Regions from separate parts of the Zea mays genome. Here regions 2 and 3 are each linked to region 1. A link is a contact called in public Hi-C data. All regions are on one chromosome and are shown on one strand. The core of a region is the stretch at or near the end of the contact, and the rest is flanking DNA. Distances in the headings are between cores, read along the strand shown. Region 1 holds the start of LOC100281171. Region 2 holds the start of LOC118473134 (disease resistance protein RGA2-like). Region 3 holds the start of LOC103643076 (la-related protein 6B).

Region 1 (4,479 bases), core at 155-2,654:
ACTTGCTTAAGATTAGTCGACTAAATGGAAGAATTAATCTTATGTAGAAAAAAATTAGGCAACCTATGGCAAGTTATGCAGTAAACCAAACTTGCTCTCAATCTTAGTGTATCACGTAAGTCGTGTAGGTTGGCCTGAGTGGGTGTTTGGTTCTCCTCACTAAAGTTTAGTATGTGTCATATCAAACGTTTGAATATTAATTACGAGTAATAAATGTAGTCTAATTATAAAACTAATTATATAGATGAAGATTAAACGACAAGACAAATTTGTTAAACCTAATTAATCTATAATAATGTTTACTGTAGCATCATACGATTAATTAGAATTGTCTCCTCGTTTAGTCTACATTTAATACTAATAGCTAGTATCCAAACATTTTATGGGACGGTTACGGGAACGGCCCCTCAGTGAACTCAAAATCTCACAGGATCCCGCCAAGCCAACACAGATTCTCAGGTTGAGCTCGCCGTCCAGCTATGCTCAGATCATTGACGTTGACGAAACCATTTGTCAGTCGTGTCGAAAACAAGCAAGTATACTATTCATTTACCTTAAAAACAAATCCCACTTGCTACCAGAAAATCAGGGCGCGAGGGGGTGTTTGTAAAATCGCAATTCCCCAATCATGCACGGAGACGGAGGTAGTCAAGAGACAGCGTGGGAGGAAGCGTACGTAGTCCACGGTCCACATCAGATGGTCCAAGCACACGCACCCACTAATTGCGGCGCCAACGATCATTAAGGGCATGTACAGTGGAGAGACACCAAAACGGTTCTCCAAGCACAAGAGACAACTAAGAGACTCTATTGTACAATGGAGTGTCTATAAACGTAGTCTATTAATAAATACAGAATTAAATGTATTTGTATAGCATCAGATCGATAGAACAGACGACAAATTCGTACAGTGGGAAGTGAGGCGTCTGTTGCTACTTGGTTTACGAGCCAGAGGCGTCTCTTCACGGAGAGACGGCTCTAAGATTTTTTTGCAAATAACCCCCTTAAACACCTTAAAAGACTCCACATTAAACACCACTGTACATGCCCTAACGACCAATCCCACAGCGAAATTAGCCGAAACACCCTCCCTCCCGGACTGGATATTATTACATGCGGGCCTGCGGGGGACGCGGAATGGGAATAAAATAAGCGCTGGAAAGGAGGGACTGATTAGACATTTCCTCCAATAGGATCACGCGTCACGTAACCTCGCGTCGGGCCACATGCACACGCGAACCCTCCACCGATTAAGCCCCGCAAAACAAAAAACAATTCAGAAAATTTTCAATTGCTTCTGCGGAAAAACCATTTCCTCTTCTATTTATCTATTTATTTATTTATGTGTGTTTTGTTTCCAGTGATAGTTTTGCTCTTGCTCGCTCTCCATCCACCTCGCCATCTCCCCCCAGCGGCAGAGCGGCGCCTCGGTTCTGCCTCCGCTCGCGCTCGCCGCCGGCATTCCGGCAGTTCCTGCTCCCGGCCGGCCTCCCAGAGTGTATCGATCGCCGCGATGGACGACCCGGGCGCTTCCGCCGACCCCGCCGCGCGCCACCACCTGTCGCCGCAGCAGCTCGGGGGCCAGCCGCCGGTGCCGCGCTCCCCGACCCCGCTCGACCTGGCCTCCGCCGCCGCGGCGTCCGGGTATCGCCGCCTCTCGCCGTCGCTGCGGCCGCCAGCGCACCCGCAGGCGCGCCTCTCGTCGCCCTACGGCCAGATCCCCTCGCCCGGCGCCGGCGCGCACCACGCGCGCTCGCTCTCCCAGCCGCTCTTCTTCTCGCTCGACTCGCTCCCGCCGCCGCCCTACGCCGATCTGGGCGCCGCGCCCGCCGTGCCTCCCTCCCCGCCGCCGTCGACCTCCGACCCGCCGCCTCTCGGCCTGCCGCCCAGGAGGGCCGGCCACCGCCGCTCGCAGAGCGACATCCCGTTCGGCTTCGCGCAGCTCAGCCCGCCGCTGCCCCCGCCGGCGCCGGTCAAGCGCGAGGTCACCGCTGCGGCCGACGGCTGCAGATCGGACGGCGGCGGCGGTGATGACGCCGCCCTCTACGACCTCGTCAACGCGTACATGGACCTGGACGGGCTGGACCCGCTCAACTCGTCTGAGGACCGCCACGACGACCGCGACAGTCGTGCCAGCGGCACGCGCGCGGGGAGCGCGGCCGAGAGCAGCGAGAACGAGGCGGAGAGCCAGTCCACGTCCGCGGACAGGAAGGACGGGGGCAAGTCCCGCCATTGTCGCAGCCTGTCCATAGACAGCTTCATGGGCAAGCTCAGCTTCGCCGCAGGGGAGGAGTCTCCGAAGCTGCCGCTGCCGTCTCCTGGTGGCAGCCTCACCAGGAGCGGGAGTGGCTCACTGGAAGGTGGTGCTGTCGCGCTGTTCAATATGGAGTTTACCAACGGAGAGTTTACCGACTCCGAGAAGAAGAAAATTATGGCGAATGAGCGACTTGCTGAGATAGCTCTGACGGATCCTAAGAGGGTCAAGAGGTGTGCATTTCTTCATATACTGGGTAAATTTCTCTCTTTTCCTAAAAATGGGCATTCTGATTTGCGGTTTTTTTTTCAGGATTCTGGCGAATCGGCAGTCAGCAGCCAGGTCAAAGGAGCGCAAGATGAGGTACATTCAGGAGCTTGAGCATAAGGTGCAAGTGCTGCAGACAGAGGCTACGACACTCTCAGCACAGTTGACAATGCTGCAGGTCTGTTCTATAGAGCTGCTGGGGATTTCGATTCAACCTCTGATTGTGATGGTTTTAAGTTAATCTTGCTGTGCTTATTTGCAGAGGGACTCAGCTGGATTGGCTACTCAGAACAACGAGTTGAAAATAAGGCTTCAAGCAATGGAGCAACAAGCACAGCTGAGAGATGGTAAGCTTGTTGTGATGCTCTGCATTGGTCCCAAGCTTTCTAGGGCACTGGGTCTGCCCAATGGACAAAATCAAGAATTCCTTCCTTCAAAAGCTAGCAGACGACCAATGTACCTTGCATTGCTCATTTGGTTCGGTTTCCAAAATCCAGTTGTCAAGTTGCCACAAAAGTTACTTATGCATGGGTTGGCTTCTGTTGTAAATCTTGTGGCAGTATTTTTTTGTGGTTGGCGCATCTCATTCTTCAGTTTAATGTTAGTATACAGTCATTCGGAGGTTTTCCATGTGGGATATAATATACTTCTGCTAGATTGAACTTTGCTATTACTTAAGCTGCATCCTTGACAATGTAGAATGTACTTTATAAATCACAACTGGACGCATATGCTAAGTTCTACAGCTTTTTTTTGTGGACACTACGGCCAATCTAACTTGAAAAAAATTTTGTTAATTCTTTTTGTTAACTGTCAATTTTAGAGTTAAACTCGTGGCATGCATCTATGGCATTTGTTCTCTTAATGCTAGTATGTGAAAATGGCCTTGCATGAAATCCCCCCTGATATAATTTGTCAACTAGTAGGTAGATACAAAAAATTATTTTTGGTCATGGGCTTTTGGTATGAACCATGAAATGGGCTGTTAGTTCCAAATCGGTTGTTAACTTCAGATTTGTTCATTTGATTGATGATCAGAAACTGCACAATAAAATCCTACAGAAGGCTTGTGCGGGATTACACATCATGGGATGGTCTTTAGCATCTTCAAGGAACTTATTTATATATTTATTTGAGGTTGTTTTTATATGCATGCTTATCTGATAGAACCGAACATGCTATGTCACCTTTAATGAATGATTGAATAGTGAACATATCATTTGTGGATTATCATGATCACATAGTATATCAGCCATACCCAGATTAATCTGGTGCACTGTGGCGTGGGAAACTTGCCTGTGCCAGGCATCACTCCCAGGTGTTTGATTTTGATCCCCTGGGGATAGATCCACATGCCTGGACGAGAGCCCCTAGCTCAAGGTGGCATCCAAACACACCTTTTATGCCATGTTTTGCTTTGATGTCCATTGCTTACCTTGACAAGTTATGCGAAAATGCATGCTAACATTTGCTAACTTGTTAGTAAGAGACTTTGCATTTTATTTTCTTATTAATCAACAAAATTTTCTTTAGCAATTATCAGAACATATTTTGATAGCTAGACGAAGTTTGAGTGTAAAATGATCTTTTTCTATTTATTGTTTCTGAAATCTTACAGGGTTGTCTTCCTCCCTCTTCTTGCACCATGCATGCCCTATCTTTTGTGCTTATTTATTATATCTGGTGTACCAAAATTTGTTCCAGCAAATGCGGCCTCGAGGCTAGGATTTCAGGATCAGAAAGTAGCACTAGTGAATGATTTGTGCCATGATGCCGTGCTATTGGTTGATTTTATTTCCTTAAGGTGCATAACAAGTTTGCAGTGCAACCATTACCGGCTCATGTTAAACTCGATAAAGCTTAGGCAATGTTTGGTGCCACTGTCTACTTGTCAATGGTCATGTTGTGAATTATGATCTTTTAGGTACTTGCTCACCCTTCATTTGGTGTTTCTTTCT
Region 2 (4,384 bases), core at 1,094-3,593, 370 kb before region 1:
ACCCATGCAGCTTCAGAACCTTGAGCTCACCGTGAGGGACAAGAGATTCCAGTACCCCTTCGTCTTCATCACAGGCCTCGTTATCCAACGGATCATAATCCCGGTCGCGGCCCCAGTACAGCACCAGTTCGCTAAGGTTCCGCTTCTCATGGAGATTGGCCGCCTCTGAACCGTCGTCCTTCACCTTGCTTAGATTGAACAGCTCCAACCTGTTGCCGAGGTGTCGCAGGTCTCTGAGCTCATCGATCCCTAATCCATCTTCAGTGTCCACGATAAACGTTGTCAGCGTGTGAAGGTTCTGCAGTCGACCGAGTTTTGGCGGCATCCGTTCCAAGCTGTCGCATTCCAAGAGATGGATGTAGCTGATCTTCCTCATGGCTGACATACAATCTGGTAGGTACCGTAGCCTGGAGCATCCATTGAGCCACAGCGACTGCAGGTTGTGCAGCGCGCATAGTGAATCTGGCAGGCTAACGATCTTTGACCTGGAAAGATCAAGATACCGCAAGTGCGCCGTGTTTATAAGCTGGTGGCCATGGATGGCAGAGAGACCTTCGCAGCATAACGATCTCACTGACTTCAGTTTCAGCTCCTTAAGATGATCATGCTCATGCTCTGACTGAGTTAGTAACAATGTGTGGAGAGATGGCGTGCCTTTCAGTAACCCATTGATTCCATTCAGCTCATGACATGACACTCGCAGGTGATATACATCTTCCATCGCTGCTTTTCCTCGAACCAACTCTTCTGAAGACGCGCATTCGTCCGAGACATCTTTTGCCAGGTCGTGCATTAAGCCATGCATTCTACATATAACCGTCTCATGAAGCGAGTTACAGAACACCTTCCCTTCCACATCTTGGAGAAAGGACCTCCAGACCAGCTCGCTGAAAACGGATTCGCTTTTCTGCGCCAAATCCACCGTTCCCTCTCCACCAACATAACCGTTCGCCATCCATAGCTGGATCAACCTGTCCTTCTCCATCTCATGGTCCTTGGGAAACACCGCGCAGAACGCAAAACACTGCTTCATCTCATCTGGCAAGTGTCCGTAGCTCAGTTTAAGCATGGACAACACTTCATCATCCGTGCCTGAGCCTGTACTGGTATCAGTATCACTACTACAGCTTTCTGCAATGGCCTCCCAGTCCTGAGCTTCTTGCTTCGAACTCATCAGGCCACCCATTGTACTCAGAGCAAGAGGCAGCCCCTTGCACACGTGGACGATGCGCCTGCCGATAGCGACCAGTTCTGGTCGCTCTTGTACTCCTCTGCTGAACGCTTTCTTTGAGAAGAACTCCCATGAATCTTCTTCAGTCAAGCGTGCTAGCTCCTTGCTCGGAAGGCTGCCCATCACAGCAGACACCTGCTGGCTTCGAGTAGTGACAAGAATCACGCTCCCTGACCCACCGATACACGTGCACAGCAGCGGCTTGAGCTCGCCCTCCCACTTCTCCCGCTCTTCGTCGTCCCGCACGTCGTCAAGGACGAGCAGGAACCGTTTCCTGCCGACGACTTGCTGGAGCCGCGCTCTCCAGAACCTGCCGGCGTCAGGCAGGTCACACCTCTCGCCCGTAGCCAGCTCGACGACGGATCGCACGACAGAGGCGGCTCCGAAGTTTCCGGACACGCAGTGCCACATCCTCAGCTCGAAGTGCTTCTGAACCCTGCGGTCCGTGTACACCATCCTTGCCAGCGTCGTCTTGCCCACACCACCGGCCCCTACGACGGGCAGCACCTGCACGTTCTTCTGGTCTTGGTGGTGTCGCTGGTCAAGCAACAGCTTCACTACCTCGTCCCTGTCACCGTCTCTGCCGAAGATCTCAGCCGACCCGCCGTTCAGTGCTACCCGCACTTGCTGACACGGAGCGTGTGCGTGTCGGTGTCGCGCCGCCGGGCGCTCCGCCAGGCCTAGAGCGCGCGTCTCCAGGACAAGACCGTTCAGTTCCTTGAGGACCTTGCGCAGACTCCTGCTCACGGTGAGACGACGGAGCAGGAGAGGGTTGCGGAGGGTCAGGTACCGCCTCGTCGGCTTGCACGCCATGGGCGGCTCCGGCTCACGCTCGCTAGCTTCACGGCGTAGAGCCTCGTGCTGTAGGTCGTCGAGGACGTCGTCTGCCCGGTAGGCGACGGCCTTGAGCTCCCTCATCCACATCCGGACGACGGGGCTGGACTCGCCCTTCGCCTCGGCGTCAGGCAGCACGCGCTGCACCGCCAGCAGCGTCCGCTCCAGCATGGCACGGTCGGCGTCGACGCCCCACGTGCGGGCGACGCTCTGGACGAGCTCGTCGGCGGCCTTGCCGGCCACCCTGGCCACCACGGGGACAAGCAGCGTGTCAGCCATGCTTGCTGGTTTGCTCTCCGGTCTTGCTTGCGTTGATGCTGTGCTTACGTACGGGTGGTGAGTGAAGGACCAGGATGAATGTGGAAATGGCTAGGAAGGAACAAGAGCAGGGCGGTATTATCATGGAACGTAATGCAAGTGCAGGCTGCGGCGATTAGTTTAGTGAGAAATAATAGGAAAGAATATGAAAGCGACGCGCGATACACCACTCGTCGTACCTGTAAATTGAAGCCGGCAAGGCAAGGCGGCCGTGCCATGAGCTTGAAGCCGGCAAGGCGGCCGGGTCTTGTCCCTCGTGACGGCAGAGGTGTGCCAACGTGGCATCTGCTGTGCCAGGCAGCAGCAGTAGACTCACTAGAAAGTATCGGGAACAGTCAAGGTGGGTGCGCCCAGCCTCTCATTGTTGTGTAATAATTTCACTGCAGTGACATTTTGCGCTAGCCATCTCATGCCTCAAAAGCCAATGGCGTCCGTTCGGTTTCCTCCGATCCACGTGAATTGGAGAGGATTTGGTAGATTTAAATCCATAGCAAGTGAATATCTCTACTAACTTTTTGGAATAAGGTCTAAATAGTTACCTAAATAGTAACAGAGCCTACATGTCCAGCTCGACCATACAACAATGACACCCGACCTTGGATCGACCATGCCACCGATCACGAGCTCAGCTCACCATGCGAGTTAATTTCCCAGAGGTGAACGTTCAAGAACATCACGATCAAGGACGGGGATTCGATATAACATTCGCATCATTCAAGTGCACCACAATACACAAGCGCAGACGAGGTACATAGTCGCAAAACTTTGGCAGGCTTCTGATTCTTGGGGTAGGGATATATCAGTACAGCTTTGCCAAAACAAGGCCCCCAACCATACAGGCTCTGTGAAGACCAATAGTGCAAAATAAAAAATGAATCTAGAATAACTTTAATCCAGGTCATCTTCACCATCATTTCGAAGCCAAAGCATCGTCACTCGTATGGTTTCCCCAACCGCATCATCGCCACTCGCATGGTTTCCAATTCCAACAGCATCATCGCCTTCAAAAAAAACCAATTAACAGTGATATGGTTCAGCCTGATGCAGAGGTGAGTGTTGTAGCAGCAGTATCTTGGATGTAGATGCAAGACCGGTTGATATAGCGAAAATACAGACTAATTATGAGCTACATACACAAGCTTCATGAGTTACATGATAGTATGGTTAGGAGGCAAGGCAAGCAAGACCACTGGGTGTTGCAAATATGTAGACGAATTTTAGACGTCAAGTAAGACAGATTGGCAACACAAAATCGCAAAGATTTAAAAAAAATGGTACAGAACCAAAGTCCCAAAAGATAGGGCGTGATCATTAGAAAGTATCTCTAAATACAAATCCGTTGTCATCACTTCACTAATATAAACTTCTCATGTGATTAGACTAATTGTCGGTCAGAGACCAACAAAATTTAATGAAAATACTGCATGCCTTACAATTCAGGACGGACTGATAGAAGGCCAAAACACCGACTACATAATACTGCAATGTGAAACCACTAGAAGCTAATTCAAAGCCTTGGATAACTTAGGTCTTGTTTAGAAGCAATCCGGTTTTTATCTTTTAGCTAGGAGACTAGCTTCTTGGTTTTTAAGAAACTGGCAATCCAATTTCTATAAACTGAGACATAAACTGGTATGTTTAGAACCACCTCAATTTCTATAAACCAGTTTCTTAAAAACTGGGTGCTTCCAAACAACAGGCCATTAAGGCCAATAAATTAGTCAAAAAAAACAAGCTGGTAAATTTGGAAACTCAAAGAGCAAACATCAATCAGGGTATATAAGGCCATTAAAAGAATGTTTCATGTACCCAGTGAAAGTTGGTTCATCTTCTGGAAAGGTATGTCGTCCCAGTGGTCCTGGAATACAAGAGATATGCGAGTCAGCATCCTAAAAACATGTGCCAGCTTTGACATCACATCAGGAATGGAAACATACCTCCCCTGTTGTTTTCCACCATAACCATGTCTGGTATTATTTGCACATTTGTCATGTCTTGCTC
Region 3 (4,243 bases), core at 823-3,322, 430 kb before region 1:
GGGCGACGTGGGGGCTCCTCCGAAGCTGGGGTCGAATCTGTCTTCCGTTGCCGAAGCCGAGCCCGAGCCCCTGGGTCGCGCGAGGCGGAGGTCGTTCGGCAGAGGCCAGGGCGGAGTCCGAGCCCTGGGGTCGGGCGGGGCGGAGTTCGTCGTCTTCCGGGTCTTAGCCCGAGTCCGAGCCCTGAGGTCGGGCGGAGCGGAGTTCGCCGTCTTCCGGGTCTTTGCCCGAGTCCGAGCCCTGGGGTCGGGCGGAGCGGAGTTCGCCGTCTTCCGGGTCTTAGCCCGAGTCCGAGCCCTGGGGTCGGGCGGAGCGGAGTTCGCCGTCTTCCGGGTCTTTGCCCGAGTCCGAGCCCTGGGGTCGGAGTTCGCCGTCTTCCGGGTCTTAGCCCGAGTCCGAGCCCTGGGGTCGGGCGGAGCGGAGTTCGCCGTCTTCCGGGTCTTAGCCCGAGTCTGAGCCCTGGGGTCGGGCGGAGCGGAGTTCGGCGTCTTCCGGGTCTTAGCCCGAGTCCGAGCCCTGGGGTCGGGCGGAGCGGAGTTCGCCGTCTTCCGGGTCTTTGCCCGAGTCCGAGCCCTGGGGTCGGGCGGAGCGGAGTTTCCTATGGCGCCTTTGGCAAGACCTGACTGCCTGTCAGACTCACTCTGTCGAGTGGCACTGCAGTCGGAGTGGCGCAGGCGGCGCTGTCCTTCTGTCAGACCGGTCAGTGGAGCAGTGAAGTGACGGCGGTCACCTCGGCTCTGCCGGGGGGCGCGCGTCAGGATAAAGGTGTCAGGCCACCTTTGCGTTAAATGCTCCTACGACTCGGTCAGTCGGTGCGGCGATTTAGTCAGGGTTGCTTCTTAGCGAAGGCAAGGCCTCGGGCGAGCCGGAGATGTGTCCGCCGTTAAAGGGGGGCCTCGGGCGAGACGGAAACCCCTCGGGGTCGGCTGCCCTTGTCCGAGGCTAGGCTCGGACGAGGCGTGATCGAGTCACTCGTATGGACTGATCCCTGACTTAATCGCACCCATCAGGCCTTTGCAGCTTTATGCTGATGGGGGTTACCAGCTGAGAATTAGGCGTCTTGAGGGTACCCCTAATTATGGTCCCCGACAATTAGATTATATAAGCATCTAATAACTTGTGTTGTTTGTTTGTCTCTTAACTTAGGCCTTGTTTGTTTCCCTCTTAGATGTCGTTTTGTTCACGAAATGTAACGTAAATGGTAATGATTCACACTTACGTACCGACAGTAACAAATTTGAATAGGTCAATATCCATTTTCTAGTGTGGTATCCGATTACGCTTGAACCTAACCAAACATGATTTAACGTTATTGGTTACTCATTACGTTACTAATATGTGAACCAAACGTTACTCATTAAGTTGGATTACAGTGAAAGGGTTGGAGAGTAAAATATCACCTTGGAACTACAAATAAGCTGAAATAAGCTAGTAGCTTATTTGTGGTTCCAATGTGATATTTTACCCTTCTACCTTTTCACCATAATCCAACTTATATAATATAGGAGCGAAATAAACACACATTTATTATTTAAGCTGGATTATACAATCTAGAGGATAAACAAATATGACCTTGGGCCCTATTTGTTTCCCTCCTAGGTTATATAAGTTGGATTACGGTGAAAGAGTAGAAGGGTAAAATATCACATTGAGATCACAAATAAACTAAAATAAGCAACCAGTACTAACTTATTTCAGTTTATTTGTGGTCTCAAAGTGATATTTTACTCTCCTACCCTTTCACTATAATCCAATTTATATAATCTAGAAGGGAAACACACGCACCCTTAGGCTGACTCCAGCATTTCACTCAAAGTTTATCTATAAGCACTGTTTTGCACCGTAGACCGAACTATTTACAGAATGGAGTTTGAATATAAGTATGTGTATGAGTAAGTTGATGGAGATATTCTTAGCTGGCTAGTTTTTTTAGCAATTACTCAACCAATCTAAACAGGTTAGAAAGCAGTGCAAGCTGTTGGATCAAAACCCTACCCTCATATATGGTATGTGTTCAAGTTCTGATTCTAGTCCATGGTTTAAGTTAACCCAAGGGTTAAGAAGCCGCCGACCTTTGGAAATTAGAAACCGCAACCGCCCGTGCCATCCGTCTCCTCTCTTCTTCTCCCCTTCCACCCAAAGCCTTGACCTCACGTCTGAGAGCAAACCAGACGAAACAAACCCTCCTGGGCTGCTTCCCCTTTTCGATCCCCATGGCGCAGGACGACATCCCGGAGTCCTCCGCCTCCGGATCCCCCACCTCCTCCACCCCGGCGGCTCGCCTCAACGCCGCCGCGCCCGAGTTTACCCCCCGATCCGCCGCCCAGCACCACGGCAACAACGCCCATCGCCGCGGCCCGCACCACCACCATCAGCCGCACCACCACCCCCACTACCACCCTCACCAGCACTACCAGCCGCGGCACCAGCACCATCAGGCCCAGGCCGAGGATGAGGGGAGCGCCGCCGCGACGGCGGAGGATAGGGAGGGCCCCGCTGGTGCGGTGCAGCCGCAGCACCGGCTGCCCGAACCCGAGGCCCGCAAGCTCGTCAAGCAGGTACCTTTTCCTTTGCCCGCACTCGATTACTCTCGTACCTGCCATGCCGCTGTATCTCTTTCCTGGTTCTGAGCAATGGTTGGTGTGAATCTGGAGTGTCCCGCGAGCCTAGATTCTTCTGTCGGTAAAACTAATCGTTTGGAGGAGTAAACTAATGCATTTCTGTATACTACTTCGTTGCAGTTCGCAATCTACTATGTGACTATGTCCAGGGAAATTTTTATTTTGAGTCTCAGATGTAGATGTATTCTCTACTGAGATCACTATGAGGCGTTTTGCATCTTTGATCCATCAGTTTTTAATATATCTCTTAGAAGCATCTTATATCCGCGTTGGATTTCTTAGCGGGAACATATCCTGTGCAATCACTAATGTTGGTGCAAGCGTGCAATCAAGCGATCTGCTAGTAAGTTTAGATGGTGGTGCAATTGTACCCTGGCATGGTATTCATTGCTAGTCTCTGAATGTTGGAGGGAGAAAAATGGAACACAATATGGAAAATTCTATTTTTGGAGAACTCAACAAAAATAGGAAAATATTTTGTTGGCTGATTTTACTTAGCCAACAAGCCTCTACATGGTTCGTACTAAAATACAAAGACATGGTATGGCGGGAATGGAACGGGGGGTGCATTCAAACTTAAGTATCTTAGGGTTTAGTGACAAGAGGGGGAGGCAAGGTTGGAAATTATAAAACAGTTATAAGCATGCATACCAATGTTTGGCGAACACGTGGACTTCAGTTGGATTTGTCGGTCACTACTAGGGTATAGCTTATACGACAAATTACAAATTTGTCGTCTTCAGAAATTAATTTACATTTTTACTAGTGCACACATGGTAAGCGGAAGTGTTGGTTCACTTGTTTTCCCGTGTTAGGACGTAAAATAGAAAGTTAAATCTCCGCAATTATTAGTTTCCCATGTTGCATCATTTGAAGTTTTGCTTATTTATTATTATATTGATTTTTCCCCTTCCCTCAAATACTGGAAACATGTACACTGTACTAACTTCACCTTTTCAGCTATTGCTATTTCCCTTATAGTTTCTCATTCCTTAGATGCTTGATTGACATCTGTATTACTATCTACTCATTGGATTAAATGTATTTGGCAACATGACAGGTTGAATTTTACTTCAGCGATATCAATTTGGCCACAACTGAACATCTGATGAAGTTCATCGCTAAGGATCCAGATGGATTTGGTGAGTTCAATGGTTAATTTTAAATAAACTACCTAGTCGCCCTTTCTGCAACTATATGCATTTTCCGTGAGATGGTTCGTAGTTGAGATCATTTGGATTTTGATGCAATAGAAATGTCTATATGATGTTGCTAAACAAATAAGTTATTTTTGATGCTATGGTTATGGTATAGGTTCCCACCATCTCAACTTTGTTCTTCTAAACAATCGTCTTAACGTGTTAGTGTGTTACTATAATTTATGATCTTGGGGCAATTTTTTTCGGTAAAGCTATCAATACATTTTCAGGAATGGAAAAATTTTATGCTGAAGTGTTTTACATTATTTGCTGTATATTATAGTGAGTTGTACACCCTTTATACATGTTAAGATGTATTGCTTTTTATAGAGAACTATCCAATGCATTTTCTTCATTTTGTTTATCAAACAACACTTTATTTCCTCTAGTCAACAAGTAATGGACACGAATTAAGCAAATGTTTA

Evidence for each region. Hi-C and Micro-C count contacts between places; a contact is called where the count stands out from the background.
Region 2: a contact with region 1 is called in a Hi-C map of leaf, with 4 times the contacts expected there. The contact joins the promoter of LOC118473134 here to the promoter of LOC100281171 in region 1. A contact is called at or near these places in 22 of 25 Hi-C or Micro-C datasets (bundle sheath, ear, endosperm and 6 more) and 1 of 3 datasets of contacts at active chromatin or transcription factors (leaf).
Region 3: a Hi-C map of tassel shows a contact between it and region 1, with 1.7 times the contacts expected there. The contact joins the promoter of LOC103643076 here to the promoter of LOC100281171 in region 1. A contact is called at or near these places in 2 of 25 Hi-C or Micro-C datasets (endosperm and tassel).

Annotation. Positions count from the first base shown.
Region 1 is chr1:201,415,996-201,420,474 of Zm-B73-REFERENCE-NAM-5.0, forward strand. LOC100281171 reads left to right here and starts at 1,405. Exons shown (of 4, transcript NM_001154090.1): 1 at 1,405-2,487; 2 at 2,567-2,699; 3 at 2,784-2,868. The coding sequence starts at 1,514.
Region 2 is chr1:201,044,151-201,048,534 of Zm-B73-REFERENCE-NAM-5.0, forward strand. It overlaps LOC118473134 (disease resistance protein RGA2-like), which reads right to left and starts at 2,344. Exons shown (of 1, transcript XM_035961789.1): 1 at 1-2,344. The coding sequence starts at 2,344. LOC100384829 reads right to left here. Exons shown (of 16, transcript NM_001362473.1): 14 at 4,321-4,384; 15 at 4,193-4,241; 16 at 3,058-3,384. The coding sequence ends at 4,208.
Region 3 is chr1:200,987,531-200,991,773 of Zm-B73-REFERENCE-NAM-5.0, forward strand. It overlaps LOC103643076 (la-related protein 6B), which reads left to right and starts at 2,073. Exons shown (of 10, transcript XM_008666237.4): 1 at 2,073-2,556; 2 at 3,680-3,761. The coding sequence starts at 2,212.